Linked DNA regions of Gossypium hirsutum: region 2 is linked to region 1. A link is a contact called in public Hi-C data. All regions are on one chromosome and are shown on one strand. The core of a region is the stretch at or near the end of the contact, and the rest is flanking DNA. Distances in the headings are between cores, read along the strand shown. Region 1 holds the start of LOC107920928. Region 2 holds the start of LOC107922229 (T-complex protein 1 subunit epsilon).

The links. A called contact is a pair of places that touch in the nucleus more often than the background predicts.
Region 2: a contact with region 1 is called in a Hi-C map of leaf, with 5 times the contacts expected there. The contact joins the promoter of LOC107922229 here to the promoter of LOC107920928 in region 1. A contact is called at or near these places in 3 of 34 Hi-C or Micro-C datasets (anther, callus and leaf).

What each region holds. Positions count from the first base shown.
Region 1 is chrD01:52,615,979-52,623,084 of Gossypium_hirsutum_v2.1, reverse strand. It overlaps LOC107920928, which reads right to left and starts at 3,975. Exons shown (of 2, transcript XM_016850763.2): 1 at 3,489-3,975; 2 at 2,990-3,285. The coding sequence starts at 3,593. The coding sequence ends at 3,199.
Region 2 is chrD01:52,786,733-52,793,838 of Gossypium_hirsutum_v2.1, reverse strand. LOC107922229 (T-complex protein 1 subunit epsilon) reads right to left here and starts at 2,627. Exons shown (of 9, transcript XM_016852145.2): 1 at 2,326-2,627; 2 at 1,575-1,893; 3 at 509-857; 4 at 204-336; 5 at 27-79. The coding sequence starts at 2,524.

The DNA.
Region 1 (7,106 bases), core at 2,726-5,225:
GGAAATCCTTGCCACCAGCATCTATAACGATAGACACAGGTTGGTTTGCAACAGCTTTCATCAGAGCTTTTTCTTATTTTTCTGGTACCATTTCATAGCCATCAATGATCACCGCAGGACCATTCAACTGAAATATCAGCAGTGAGCCATATTCAGAACATCATATCTGCATTAAGAAGGGGTAAAAAAATCGAGTTTCTTTTGTTACCCTGGATGAGTCACACGACTCGTCTTTGGCCTTGTAAGGGTAGTTATTCTCAGTAGTTAGTCCATCACTTTGCTTGATGAGCTCAAATGCTGGTTCCATCAATCCTCCATCACTACCTTAGTTCTCCTAACCACAATCAACTAGCTTTTGTTCAGATAAAGTCACAAGCTCCCCTGTTTTCATTTTGTTTATACCTTCTACTGCAACTACAGTTGAAAATGCACAGCAGCTACCTGTGACATCAATAACCTCGAGTTACTTCACAGGAACATGTCATTTGTGACGAACTGCACGATATCTTGATAATTATTATAGTTAAGTTTATTTGTAAATTGACTGTTGGATCCAAAAAAAACTGTCCCTGATGCCAGTAACCGCTCCTTTCTTTCTCCAATCAATGGAATGAGGAATGCTGTCAACTTTGTCAAGCCGGAAACCAGTCATCCGTCTTGGACCATGTAACATCAGGTAACGGCTGATCTTGGAGCTCCTTGTACTCATGAACTCATGGTTTGTCATATCTGCAAATTTGTTCAGGTTCGAACTTGTAAGGCTTTTCCATTTGGTTCACGTTGTGGATATGTTTCAGATTCTCCTTGGAACACATTGAAACGCTTTTGCTTCTCTGTCAGGTCAAGTGAGATCGTATGGTGGCTCCTCCATCTCTCGTACAAATCCCAAAGACTCTCTTCAGAGGCTAAATACTCTCACGGTAATTCAAACTCTTGGCCAGCTTAAAAGCCATTGCCAACCTAAACACAACCAAGATTAACTTCCATACATCCATATCCCAGGACTTCTTTAATTCCTTGATTGTCTAGCACTGCAGGCATCCCCTTTTATGGTGAGAAAGATAGGGCATTGGCCTTTGAACTTTACAACTTTTAACCAGAAATTAAGGCAAAAGGGTGCACACTTTTAAAGAACACAACTTTGCACCTATTTTCATAGGCGATTTTGTTACTGTTAGTACGTAAATACCAACAATCGACATGGTAACCCACTCTGCCCTTGTTTAACTTGTTTGTAGCAGACAAATTGATTATGTACTTGGAAGTTGTCAGGCGATACAGGGCATGATTTCTTGCAAAGTCCTGGACAAAACAGGGGTTAAAACTACCATATATTTTCTTCCTAAGATCTCAAATTTGTAAAAGTTGCATATACGCGTGATACTCATATGTAACATTTGGACAGCAGCGAAAGGCAGGAAAAAACTGCTATTATGCATGAAATGTGTAACACATCTTTTTGCTTTTCATCAGAAAGAACATACATTTAAAAGCTTACTAGTTGTCACTCCTCATCTCATATCATTTGATCCGAACACCAGTAGCAAAATAAGCATATACACTTTTGGGGCGCGGAGGGAAAGGGGGGGGGGGAGAAAGATCAGTCAGGAATATTCAACCATTCATACGGGATAACACCAATTCAAGTGTTTTTCATTGCTATAACTTACGAATAGAGATCAATGGCTAAAACACGCCTGAAATGGAAAAAATACATGGAAAGTATAGGATGAAGTGCAAAACAACTAACAGCAGTTTGCTCTGCTAGTCGGTATGAATTGCATAAACAAAAATCAAACTAGCAAGTTTTTAGCAGATTCTGCACCAGCATGGCATGCTCAGACCATGTATTCATCATCACTGGCATAAAACTGGGTCCAGTTAAACTAAATATCCTTAGCAATCTCACTTCTCATCATGGGGAAAGTTAGCTTTGTAAAGCAGATATCATGACGGGAAAAAGAGGTAAATGGCTAAGATCAAAAGGCAAGCTTAAAAGTTAGCAATGAAGTTGAATGAGTAGAGTTTTTTTGAGATGCTTACAATATATGGATAGAGATCAAAGACATCTTATCATGTCTAAACAGGGTAGTAACCCATCAATCATTCACAATGAAGAAAATTAGTTTGGCAAAGGAGTTGATGGTAATAACCACATGTCAAACAGAGGTTATGACAGTAACATCGGGTGGTGTTCTTGATACATTGATGACAAATAGATATGGTAATACTACTATAAATGTGTTTCCAAATAAGATCTGATCTCTGATGCTTGACTATAAGAAATAACATCAAAGATGACACTTTTCATGCTAAACTTAAGGGTGTTGCTAAGCCTTATGAAACATACTGCACCCAATATCAAATAAAGAAATGTTTCCTTTAAGGATATTCCAAGTGCATTCAAATGTTGCTTGATTGTAATAGAATCGAACAGCTAACCAGCAGAAACAGCTGACCAGTTTTAGGAAAGAATTAACAAATCAAGTTAGAGAGGAAGGTGGTGCATATTATCAATATCAGCTAGCTATGTTACTCAGACTTAGATATGAGTGTCGGATATCAGTATGTATCTGACAGGGTGTTTCAATACTTTTTGAAGTTTTTTCATGTATTTGGAGATCCTCAAAGGGTCATATCCCCATAACAATGGTATATCTATTGGAGACAACTACTTCAAGAAAAAATGAAAAGGAACACAGTCAGCAAGTAAGATATATATCCAATACACAAAATGTACTAGTATTTTTCTCTCCCTCTCATCACTCTTTATTAAATTAAGGCACCATCTGAAAAACAAAAGATAGAAGTCTGGTTCTCACTTATTCCACAAGAGAGATTTGTAATCAAAATCCTACACGATTAACGAAATGCGTTCAATAACCAACATAATGGAATTTATAAATCCCTGATTTTCCTTTATCATGACTAATGCACATGAGAAATACAGACATATAACATAAACACAAAACAAAAAAACAAAAATTCATCAATTTCAAACAGGTAGTGATGGCATTTATGAAGCAGAAAGAAACAACAATTCGTCCATGGCATGTCATGGGGTTATCCAGCTCATCATCAAAGGCAATATTATGGTTTTCAACCACAGTTCCACTTGAGTCTAATTAAAACAAATCGGGCTTAAAATAGTTGGGAAAAAAGAAGAAGAAAGAAACAGCAACGACAACAACGCAGAATTTACGCGAGACGCTCATTCTGCTTGGCTTGATGAAGCAGCTCCTCCCTCATTCTCCTGATCTCCGCTTCACTATTCAGTCTCTCTTTCTGCAAACACAACAATTATTCCAAAAACAATAATAATAAGGATAGAATCTAGGGTTTCAACTTTTAATCGATCTGAAAATGAAAAAATAAGTGACAATTTGTCTCAGAATTGAAAAGAAAAAGAAAAGCATTTCAATGGGCATATAGTTCGGATTTTTAAAACAAGAAAAGAAATTGAAATGTGGAAAGGGGGTTTCGAGAACCTTCTCGTCTTGGTGGAGAGCGATCCAAACGTGGACTTTTTCCATAGATTGCCAGAAAACGAAGGCGCCTAATGACATTCCAAAGTAGGTGGCTACTCTCACCATTTCTGTCTTCTCTGCTTCACCGACTATTCAGGCTGTTCTTTCGAGATTCGATTCTCAGCAGATTTTCATCCTATTTGTAAACCAGTGTTCTTCAAAATCCGAGTCCCTAAACGACGCCGTACAACCAATATTTTCCTTCGCTTTTGGTTCACTTGCTGCAATATTTCATTCTTTGGACAACATTTGATCCAGGCCCTCTACTTTGTCATTCTTCTAAATTTAGTTTCTTTACTTAAAATGTTAAAAGAAAAATATTTCATTTTCCAATTTAACAATTCTAATCATTAAAACATCATTAGTATTTTCTATTAAAATTTTCTTAATGTCAAATATGATTATTGAGTTGATAATAATTTGGTTTCAAAGTTGATATGATTGCATTAGCATATAAATAATAAATTTTGATAAAAAAAATCTCATAGCTATCACAGAGCTAGGGGTGGCCCCACCTTAAAATGAAAATTTTCATTTTTAAAATTTTTATATTTTTATAAAATTTTAAATTACTATAAGGTAAATTTGCACTTCGGTTCCCTAAAAACAATAAATGTTTGATTTAGTCTTTTAAAAATTATAAGATATAGGCTATTAAAATGGTGAAATTGTATTTTTTTCTATCGTGAAAATATACAACTTAATTTCAACCCCAAAAAATTTTGCTGGCTTCCCCCTTACTTATGGTATATGATTAAATTAAAATATTTAATTAAAAATTACGAAATTGTTTTGATTTTTTAACAAAAGGACAAATCTAATTATGTAACACCCCATACTCGACCTAATCTTCGAGTCTGAGCTATAGGATGCCACATCCGTTGCTGGAGCAACTACGATTCAATTTACCCTTTTATATATGCTATTAACAATATTATTCAATCATAAATGGTTTTCCATCATTTTCAGGTATTATACAAGCTTACTGAAGCTCTTTCACTAACTGAAGGTCAAGTTAGGACCAAATTGTAAATTTTCAAAATTATCAGGTTGATGTCGTGACTTCAGGGGTTCCAGGTCGCAATGCCACTCACTGACTTGTCCTCATCACGATGTTAAAGGAAATTATGTCCGCATGCAATGGCATGTCCTTTAGACAGATCTAGTGAACTTAATTAGTTTATTATTTTCCTATTTTCAAGCTTTTAGGTTGGACGTATCATTGCAGGGATTCAACTAGATTTGCAACCTATTTGTGAGTCACTTCTTGCCTCGGGTTTAACATGAATGTCATACTTGGACTTCTTGGAGGTCTTGAATTTAAATGAGTATTGGGAGTTAATTGAGAAAAATAGTGAGTTGGTGGAATCTATTGGAAATTCTGGAAATTTTGTGATTGTTGAGCAATTAGTTAAGTATCAATTCTGGTTTGGTTAGATTCAACTGACAGGTTCCTTAGTGGGAGACACAATGATTGTCGATGGATGGCTAATAGAAATTTGAAGATCGTGTGAAGGGAGTTATATATTTAGGCGAGGGGATATTCTTGCTAAAGGAATTCCTCTCAATTAGGTTTACAATTTCCTTCTCATCTGCATTGTCTTCTTCAATATTTTCGAAGAAGAAGAAGAATAAGTTAATGAGAATGCTGCATGGAGCAGAGATCATGAGATTTGGAGTCTGAGAGTAGAAAATCTAAGGAAATGGTAAGCCTTCTTATCTTTTCTAGTACTCGTGGTTTAGAGGAAGAGAGGGTAAAGAACTCCTAATAAGTTGTCGTAAACTGGGTTTTGGGTTTTAAGGTTTTAACACCTCTGATTTAACCTATATATGGTTGTCGTGCTAAGATGTCAAGATGATGGAGGCTCTGGTATTTTGAAAAGTAAAGATGTCAAGGATGAAGTAGTTCAGGTGAGTTTTTGTACTCTATTCTTGGATGATTAAGGATGAGTGATGCTTGATTAATCTTTGTTTTCATCTACTCTGAGTTCCATTAGAAACCTATGATGGTATGTGATTTTGGTGTGTGAGCATGATATACGTGTCTAAGGTAGTATGAATTCATGAAAATATGCAAGTACGTCTGTATGATAGGACTGAATATGGCTGTAATAAAGTGTGGTGTACTCTTTAAGGTAGTATTATCTACATTGTAATGCATGATTATGTCATATGCAGAGCACAGAGGGAAGTATATTGGTGGGATAGTTGAAGATAAGAAAAATTGACGTATTGGAGGAATGGGTGGATTGTTATAGGATTCTACTAGCTTGCTAGAGCAATTCCGTGACAACGATCTATTAACTCTATAGAGCGATACCGTGACGACAGTTATCAATTGGTCCTTTAGAGAGACATTGTGTAAACGGTTTATAGGTCCTCCAAGGTGACACCTTGAAAGAGGTTTATTGATTTCTCAGAATCGGAAGTCTGCTAGGATAGTAAACATGATATCATATTGTGCAAGACCATAGCTAAGTGTCGCGTGTGAAATGATATGCGGATTGTGCAAGTATATACATCGAATCAAGTAATAAAGTGATAAGTGAGATCGTCTCCACAGGGATTAGAACGGTATAATTTGGTCAAGTTATTAGAATGAGTATGATTAATGTTATGACAAAAATAATAAGAGTGCAGTGGTAATTTGAAGGAATAATGATGTGTGCAATATGTGTAACTGATAAATACTGGAAAATGCTATGATAAGACAAGAGAAAGAATGCAATTGCAATTTCGAGAAAAGTTACGTGAATAATATGCAAACGAATAATTAAACGACTAAGAATGCCATGGCAAAGATACTATGGTAAAGGATAGAGGGTCTACTATATTGATTTAGAAGGTTGGGATTACTAAGAATCTGCCCTTGCTAGAAGTAATACCTCGGCAAAACCACACTCAATCTACTGCTCAGAAGAGTTCTAAAATGGTCTGCTTCTTTCGAGAACAAGACCTCAAGTTACCTAGCCTTAAGCGCTATATGTCTATAGGCCTTCAGCACGGTACCCTGCATTGTTTTGTTTTCTTTTCGTATGAACGTTACTCTATGTCTAAAGGCTGTTACAAGTATTTGGTCGAACACTTGCTCCTATCATTCAATTTCACTCTCATTAACCTAACCTTGTCAGAATTAGATTAATTTAATGAACATGTCGTACATCCATCTATGTCTAGAGTTTGCAAACATGCAATTTAATAAAAAAACCATTGAATTAAATAGTGTATTAAAGTAGATCTATGCTTCAGTCATTAAAGAAAATAAGAGTTTCATTAAGTAATCCCAACCCTATGAGATTTAGTTCATGGGGTGGCAATTAAAATTCAAATCCAAAATAACATTCAACATCGTTTTCATCAAGTCAATTCACAAAGAGTAATAAATAAATAAATAACAGAAGAATTTTGAGAAGATAGTATGATCTGATTCTGCTGTGACTTTCTTCTGTTTACCTTTTTTAGGTGTAGTATGCTTTTTAATTGATTCTGAATTCTTTCCATGGTTGAGTTTGGAGTTGTCCTCTTCTACAGTAATCTCTTGAACAACATCATCCAACTGTGTCCCACTTCTAAGAGTGA
Region 2 (7,106 bases), core at 1,378-3,877, 170 kb before region 1:
ATACAAAACAATGGAGCAAATCATACCCTTCCCAACTTTTCTGGGGTCAACTCCTGGAACCTTGGTACAATCCTTCCACCTATGAAGATAAATATAATTAGATCGCTGATACAATTGCACACTACATCAGCCGCTAAATCTTTATCTATCAAGAATTCGGCTGACATGTCCTTAAATGAAAATAAGCCATAATCAAAACAAACCCGTAGCTATTGCTATGAGCTCCAACTCCACACCACCAACCCATCTGACAGCAGGCAAGTTCCGGTGCATTAATAAATGATTTGCCTCATCATCAAACCCCCATTGACAGATAACCAAGGTGGCACCAACATCCTGCAACAACATTACTATCAGAACAAGTTCTCTACCTCAGAATTGCAACAATAAGACACCCGCTTCCCCATCTCCCCAAAGAGAATAATCTAAAGAAAGAAAGAATGTGAAAGATGAAAGATAAACCTAAATTGAGAAAGACACTCCACAGAACATAAGTCAGCAGCCATACCTTGCACTTCTGAACCATGTCATCAAAATACTTTTGCTCTTGCAGACGCAAAGTTTGAAACTTCTCCACCGTATCAATGTCTACCTTATGTTTGGTCTTTGGCTTAGGGGGCTCAAATGGGCAAGTTAATATGGCAATTTTAGCATCTTCAATTTGCTTTGGCATCTGTGGATGACTCATGTCCTTATCAACAGTGATTCCATATATTAGCTCAGTATCCTCCAATTTTCCCCCAACTTTCCCCTCAACCTTAATCATATCTAAATTGACATCTTTCCTCTCTAGATCAGCAACAGAAAGAACTGCTTTAACAGAAATCTCAGCCAAATGGCGCTTGCATCGGTTCACACTGCAAAATAACAAATCCTCTTCTCAATACTACCAAGTTTATGAACTGCTAGATGGCAGAAAGAGCTAATTTAATTGAATGAAGTGCCACATAATTCAGTTGGTTCAATGGTCCTTCACAAATACCCTACCACAACCAAAACAACCCTGAACATTTCTGATTTGCAAACACAATAAATCAACACAGATTTTATTTGAGGATGAGTAAGCCCAAATGATTACTGATCAAGATTAACCAATATCCTAGCAAGGTAAGGTGTTAAACAAACATTAGACACGGTGTTCTTGCCATACAAAACGATGCTACCACCTGGCATCTGTTTAACAGTTCCATGACATAATTTGCTAAAGAGAATATTAATGGCACCTTGTACTGAACAAAGTATTATCTTAAGAAAAATCTTTATTCAATTGCAGACTACAATACAAGAAGAAAAGCTAAACAAATCGATTACATTTAACATCATACTAACAACACAATGCATCCATAATTATGTAATCTGATCTGGCAAATCCTAGTGGGGGAGACAGGATATTGCAAATAGAAAAAATATAGGATAGGATAATAGCATATACATATTAATTAACCTTCAGACAGAAAAGCACCATCTTGAAACAAATTAGACATGATCATGCATTATGGCAATCCAACCATTGCTAAGGGCAACAGAAAATGTAGAGTAAAGAAATGGACAGGAAAAAGAGCTAGGAAATTTACATTTTTGAGGACAAAGTGGTCATGCATGTTTGAACCAAAGGCTCTATATTTGATGCTCCAAAATCAAACTTCTGAGATATGTGCTCCAAATGCTCAACGGCGATTCTTGAAGCCATTTCATACCCCTCTGCAATTCGTATGGGATGAATCCCACGTTCTAATAACCGCTCTGCCTGCTCTAGAAGTGCTCCAGCCATGACAACAACACCAGTTGTTCCATCACCAATTTCGTAATCCTGACTCCGAGATAGTTCAACCATCAACTTAGCAATTTGGTTGTCAACATCCATCTGCTCCAATATTGTTGCCCCGTCATTTGCTGAAAAACATCCATGAAAAAGAAAAAAAAAACACATCAGGGAACTTTGAACAGGATATAGCATAGGACTTCACCAATAAATATGAAATACTTAACTTTACACATTTACCCCAGAAATATAAAGTTCACGAAAATCTCACCGGAAACATTAAGCTTATAACTTTATGTTAGCAAAGTGTTATCTATACCAAAGCATCCAGTTCAAAAACTAAGTTCAATAAAGTAACTACAAGCGCTTAAAATTACCAATAAAGCATACATTCCTCTTCTCAAGTAGCTTACTTTAACTAACGTCTCATTTGGAAGCTCAAACTCAAACAGATCCATAACCGAAAAATCGTTTTAAGACCTAATCGAGTAACGAGAAGCCTAATGATCAAGCATAAATTTAGCGGGGGGAAAAAATAAAGAAAGAGGTGGAAAGGAGTTAACTGATGGTAACATCGCCATCGGGGCTTTGGAGAATCTTATCCATGCCCTTGGGTCCGAGAGAGGTTCGGAGGATCCGGGCAACGGCTTTGCCAGCGGAAATGTTGGCTTTTTGGGCATCGATCCCTCTCAGCCTGGTTTTCTGGTCTTGCTCTTTGAGTATAATGAAGGGTCTCCCGTACTCATCGAAAGCCAACGCCATTTCCTCAAAGCTTTAGTTGCTGCTGCTTCTTTGAAGAGTTTAGGGTGAGAAAGAGAGCAAAATGTAGGCTTGCTTTTCGGCTTTTCCGTATTTTGAAAACCCCTAACTATCTTTTTAGAAATTTAATTTGGGCTTTCTTTGGTTGGGCTTAGCTCTAATTTGTCACATCGGGTTATCTCACATTTCCCGCAAGTCTAATTATAATATTTATATATTATTATAAAACACGGGTTAACATTAATATTTAAATTGAGGAAAGTAGTAAAGAAATTAAAATATATTATGAAAGTATGATTGATTAAGAAAATTCTTGCTTTAATAAATTTATATTAATAGAAGGTTTTTTAAATCAAATTAAATAATTTAATCTTTTATCAAATACGCAGATAATATTGAGAATAATTTGCATTTTTGTTTAGTTATAGGGATTAAATTGAATGTTCAATAATCAATGAAGGACCCAATTATCAATTAATCCTTTTTAAGAATTTAGAGAGCAAATTGGAGATGTTAGATAAATTTAAAAAAATTAATTAAACATTAAAAATTTAAGTATTGAATTTAAATTATAAAATATATTTGATATATTTCTTAAAATTAAGTATAGAATATGATTATGAGTTTAATGAATTTAAATTTAAATTTTTAAAAATAAAGTATTTAAATAATAATACTAAAAGAAATTAAATAAAATAGCAAACATACTTAAAAATTTAAATCACTGAAAATATTAAATTTTAGTTTATTTAATTTTCTTTTCTATAGGTTATAAAAAAATACTAAGTCTGATGTCCAAGTAAAGGGGAAAAAAACCCAAAGCTAAAACTAAAAAATGCCAAAAAAAAAAATAATGTGAGGTTAGATTTATTTTATTTTTTAGATTAATATAATTAGCTTAAATTATATTAGTATAACTAGATCTTTAATTTAGTTAAGATAGTTAGTTTCCCCTGCGATTAATTAATATAAAAAATATATTTTTATATAGAATAAATTTATACATGGTATAAATTTGAAATTAAAAATAATAATTGGTAACTAATATTTTTAAGAAATAAAAATTACATTTTTATTTTTGATTGCAAATAGTTTAATTTTTTAACATTATTATTAAAAATTTTAAATTTGTTTGTTTGTAACATACTTTATTACATATATGTCACTTATTAAATAATAATTTTTAATTATTTCATATTTTCAAGTTTTGTAAAAAATTTGTAGAGTATTAAACTTTAAATATATATAAATTAATATTTTATAAATATTTTTATATTATTGTTATTTAAAAGTTTATTTGGATTAATGTCATTCACCAACGAGCTATAATTCAAATTTTATAAAGTATTTAATATTGATTCCAAAGGAACAATAATTTTTATCTTCATTCCTAAACTATAGCTTAATCTCCTAATTGCTTAAATTTCTAATGCAAATTTTAATAATTTAAAGAATAAAAACTTTATTATTTCCTTTTTTTTAATATTTAGTCTTACATATTGTTTATTTGCAATGGTGTATAATTTATTTCATTACATTTATTATTAATTTTAAACTATTTGCTATATGCATGTTAAAAAGGTTTTACTTGTTTATTTCATTTCATTTATTAATAATGAAACCCTTATTAAAATTTAAATTATTGTATATATTATGCAAGCTTAATTACCGAAATAAAGGGATTTGACTCATTAATTGGGGACTACTTGTCACAAATATAAATATGTCACATAAGAAAATTACACTTTTTTAGGTAATGTATATGATTGAGAAATTAAATTAATAGGTTAGATAATAATATAAATTTTAATTGAGATAAATAGGAGTTTAAATTGAATTAGGTAATTAGAGTTTAATTTATGACTTTAATTAATAGGTTAAATAATAATTTAGATTTTAATTAAGATAATTAGGAGTTTAAATTAAATTAGGAGAATTAGGGTTTTAATTTATTTAAAATACTTAATAATTTAGATGATAATTTAGATTTTAATTAAGATAATTAGGAGTTTAAGGTTTCTCAAGTTGGAGACTGACTGTTGGTTGGGCTACCTGAACCAATCATGGGTTTCTCGAGTCAAATTTGACCTACCTGGGTTGAGATTTTATGCCCTTAGGGAAGTATTATTATTATGCTTGTAAATTTTCGAATAAATTGGGTTATATATAATTCTATAATTAAATTATTATTTTTATATAATTATCATTAATGGTTTTTGCACAAAAAACAAAATGAACAGAGCAAATATTGGCTCATTAATTACTAATATTTAACTAATACTAAGTTACATCATAAGGGTAAATTTTGATGTGGAAAGACAACTTATATTAGTAGGTAATCTAAAATGCTCATAGTATAATGACTCAAAATGAGCATTTAATTCAAAGGACTATTATATTGTCTATTAAGTCCAATTAAGAAGATACATTATCTTGGGTTCCAGAACGAATGACTTCTAGAAAAATAGAGACATAGGAGTGATTCTCTAGATTGACAATGCATTGAAAATGATCCAAGTTAAATTTATCCTAGATTTATTTATGGATTTATTCACTTGTGATATTTATAGTGGAGTTAATCATGAGTAAATGACTGACTATGTGTATGTAAATCATATACTTTGATATATTGAAAACCTATGCTCAATTGTTATCAAAGCCTAAAGTTAGTATGCTGGGTATATGACTTATGGATGACATGACTTCTTTTACAATAGTGAAATTCATACTCAATTAAAGAGTAAATAGTATCCTCTCATTGACATTACATGGGTTATAAAAAAGAATGTGGTCATGGGACAATCAACATGGATGAATTATTGTTATTACTATTTGTAGTGATAATATTTTTCATTGTGGAAGATGCAGTGCTTACCACAAGATAAAATAAGATCATATTGAGAGAATGATTTTAACCCAAAAAGATTAAGGATATCCTATGAGAGTAACACACTAATGACAAGGTCATTGGACAAAGCATAAATCTAAGTTATTTTTGTAATGGCATATTATAACGATCTAGATTCTAGTGGTGTCAAAAAATGCAATTTCAGAACCTTGTTTTTGTAAACTAAGTCTGTAAATATTAAATAGAGATATTATGGAGTTAGTATATAGATATATTGTAACACCCCTAACCTGTATCCGTCACCGGAACAAGGTTACGGAGTATTACCGGAGTTTACAGTACAAACAAATAGAATTTCGAACATTTCATAACATATCAAAATTCATATAAAAACCAATCAAAATCATACATATTGTCCCTTATACGAGCTCTCGAGGCCCAAAATACATATTAGAAACAAATCGGGACTAAATTAGAAACTCAAAGAATTTTTCAGAAAATATTAAAAATTTTCAAAGCTACAGGGTTCACACTGCCAAGAGAGACGCCCGTGTCTTAGGCCGTGTGGGCATTCGAAATGAGCACACACGTCCGTGTCCCAGCCCGTGTCCGTGCCCGTGTAACTCTATGACTTTGTCATACGGCCAAGCCACACGTCTATGTGCTAGGCCGTGTACCTTTCGAAGTAACCTCACATTCCCGTATGCCAGGCCGTATGCTAGGCCGTGTAACAACCTGACTTGCAACCCTTTTGAAAGCTACAGGGGACACACGACTGAGACACACACCCGTGTCTCTGCCCGTGTGGACGAAAATAGGCTATTTTACAAGTCATTTTTCTCACCCAATTTGGCATCAACCTACATTCAACTTTGTGCACATAAACAAGTCATATTAAGGCATCTAACACAAGCATAATCAAGCCTTATACAAATGGTATGATCACATACTACCAATATGCCCTTAGGCACCTCAAATGACAATTATAAACATGTTTAACTGTGTATTTAATATAACCAAATGTTCAACTAACTTATATGCATACTTGCATCAATACATATCATGTAGATCACTTTACCAAAACATACCAATTGATGTTAAACATGCCCTTCAATTTCTCACATAATTAGACATATATGTCTTACATAACAAGGTACCAATTCACAACCAATTCAACAACTCACAAAGCACTTATACAAAATGCACATATAACTATCATTTGACCTTCTATCATTCAACCATCAATTAACCACACATCAACCAAATTAAGGCCACATATATACATACCAAAATATACCAAAACACAAGCCAAATCAAATGGCTATAATCTCAACTAAATATATAGCCAACATTAGCCAAAATAACTTGTACATGCCATTATAACCTAAATTAAACCAACCGTAAGCACCAAAAGAGCCGATGGATAGTATGATATAGCTCTGACAAGCTTCCAACCCAAACGAGCTTCCGATTCACTATAAAATACAGAAAATACATAGAGTAAGGATTTAAGCTTAGTAAGCTCGTATAACATAGAATTTAGCTTACCATTTATTCACAAATAAGGTAAGTAACCAAAGCATATCCAAACATATATTGGCCAAATGCCCAAGCACATATACATTCTACAATTTTAGTTATGTAAACACATATAAAAATCAAGTCATGGATGAGCTCAACAATTAATCAAATTCCTTACACACGTATCATCCATTTCATATACCTATATATCATGCA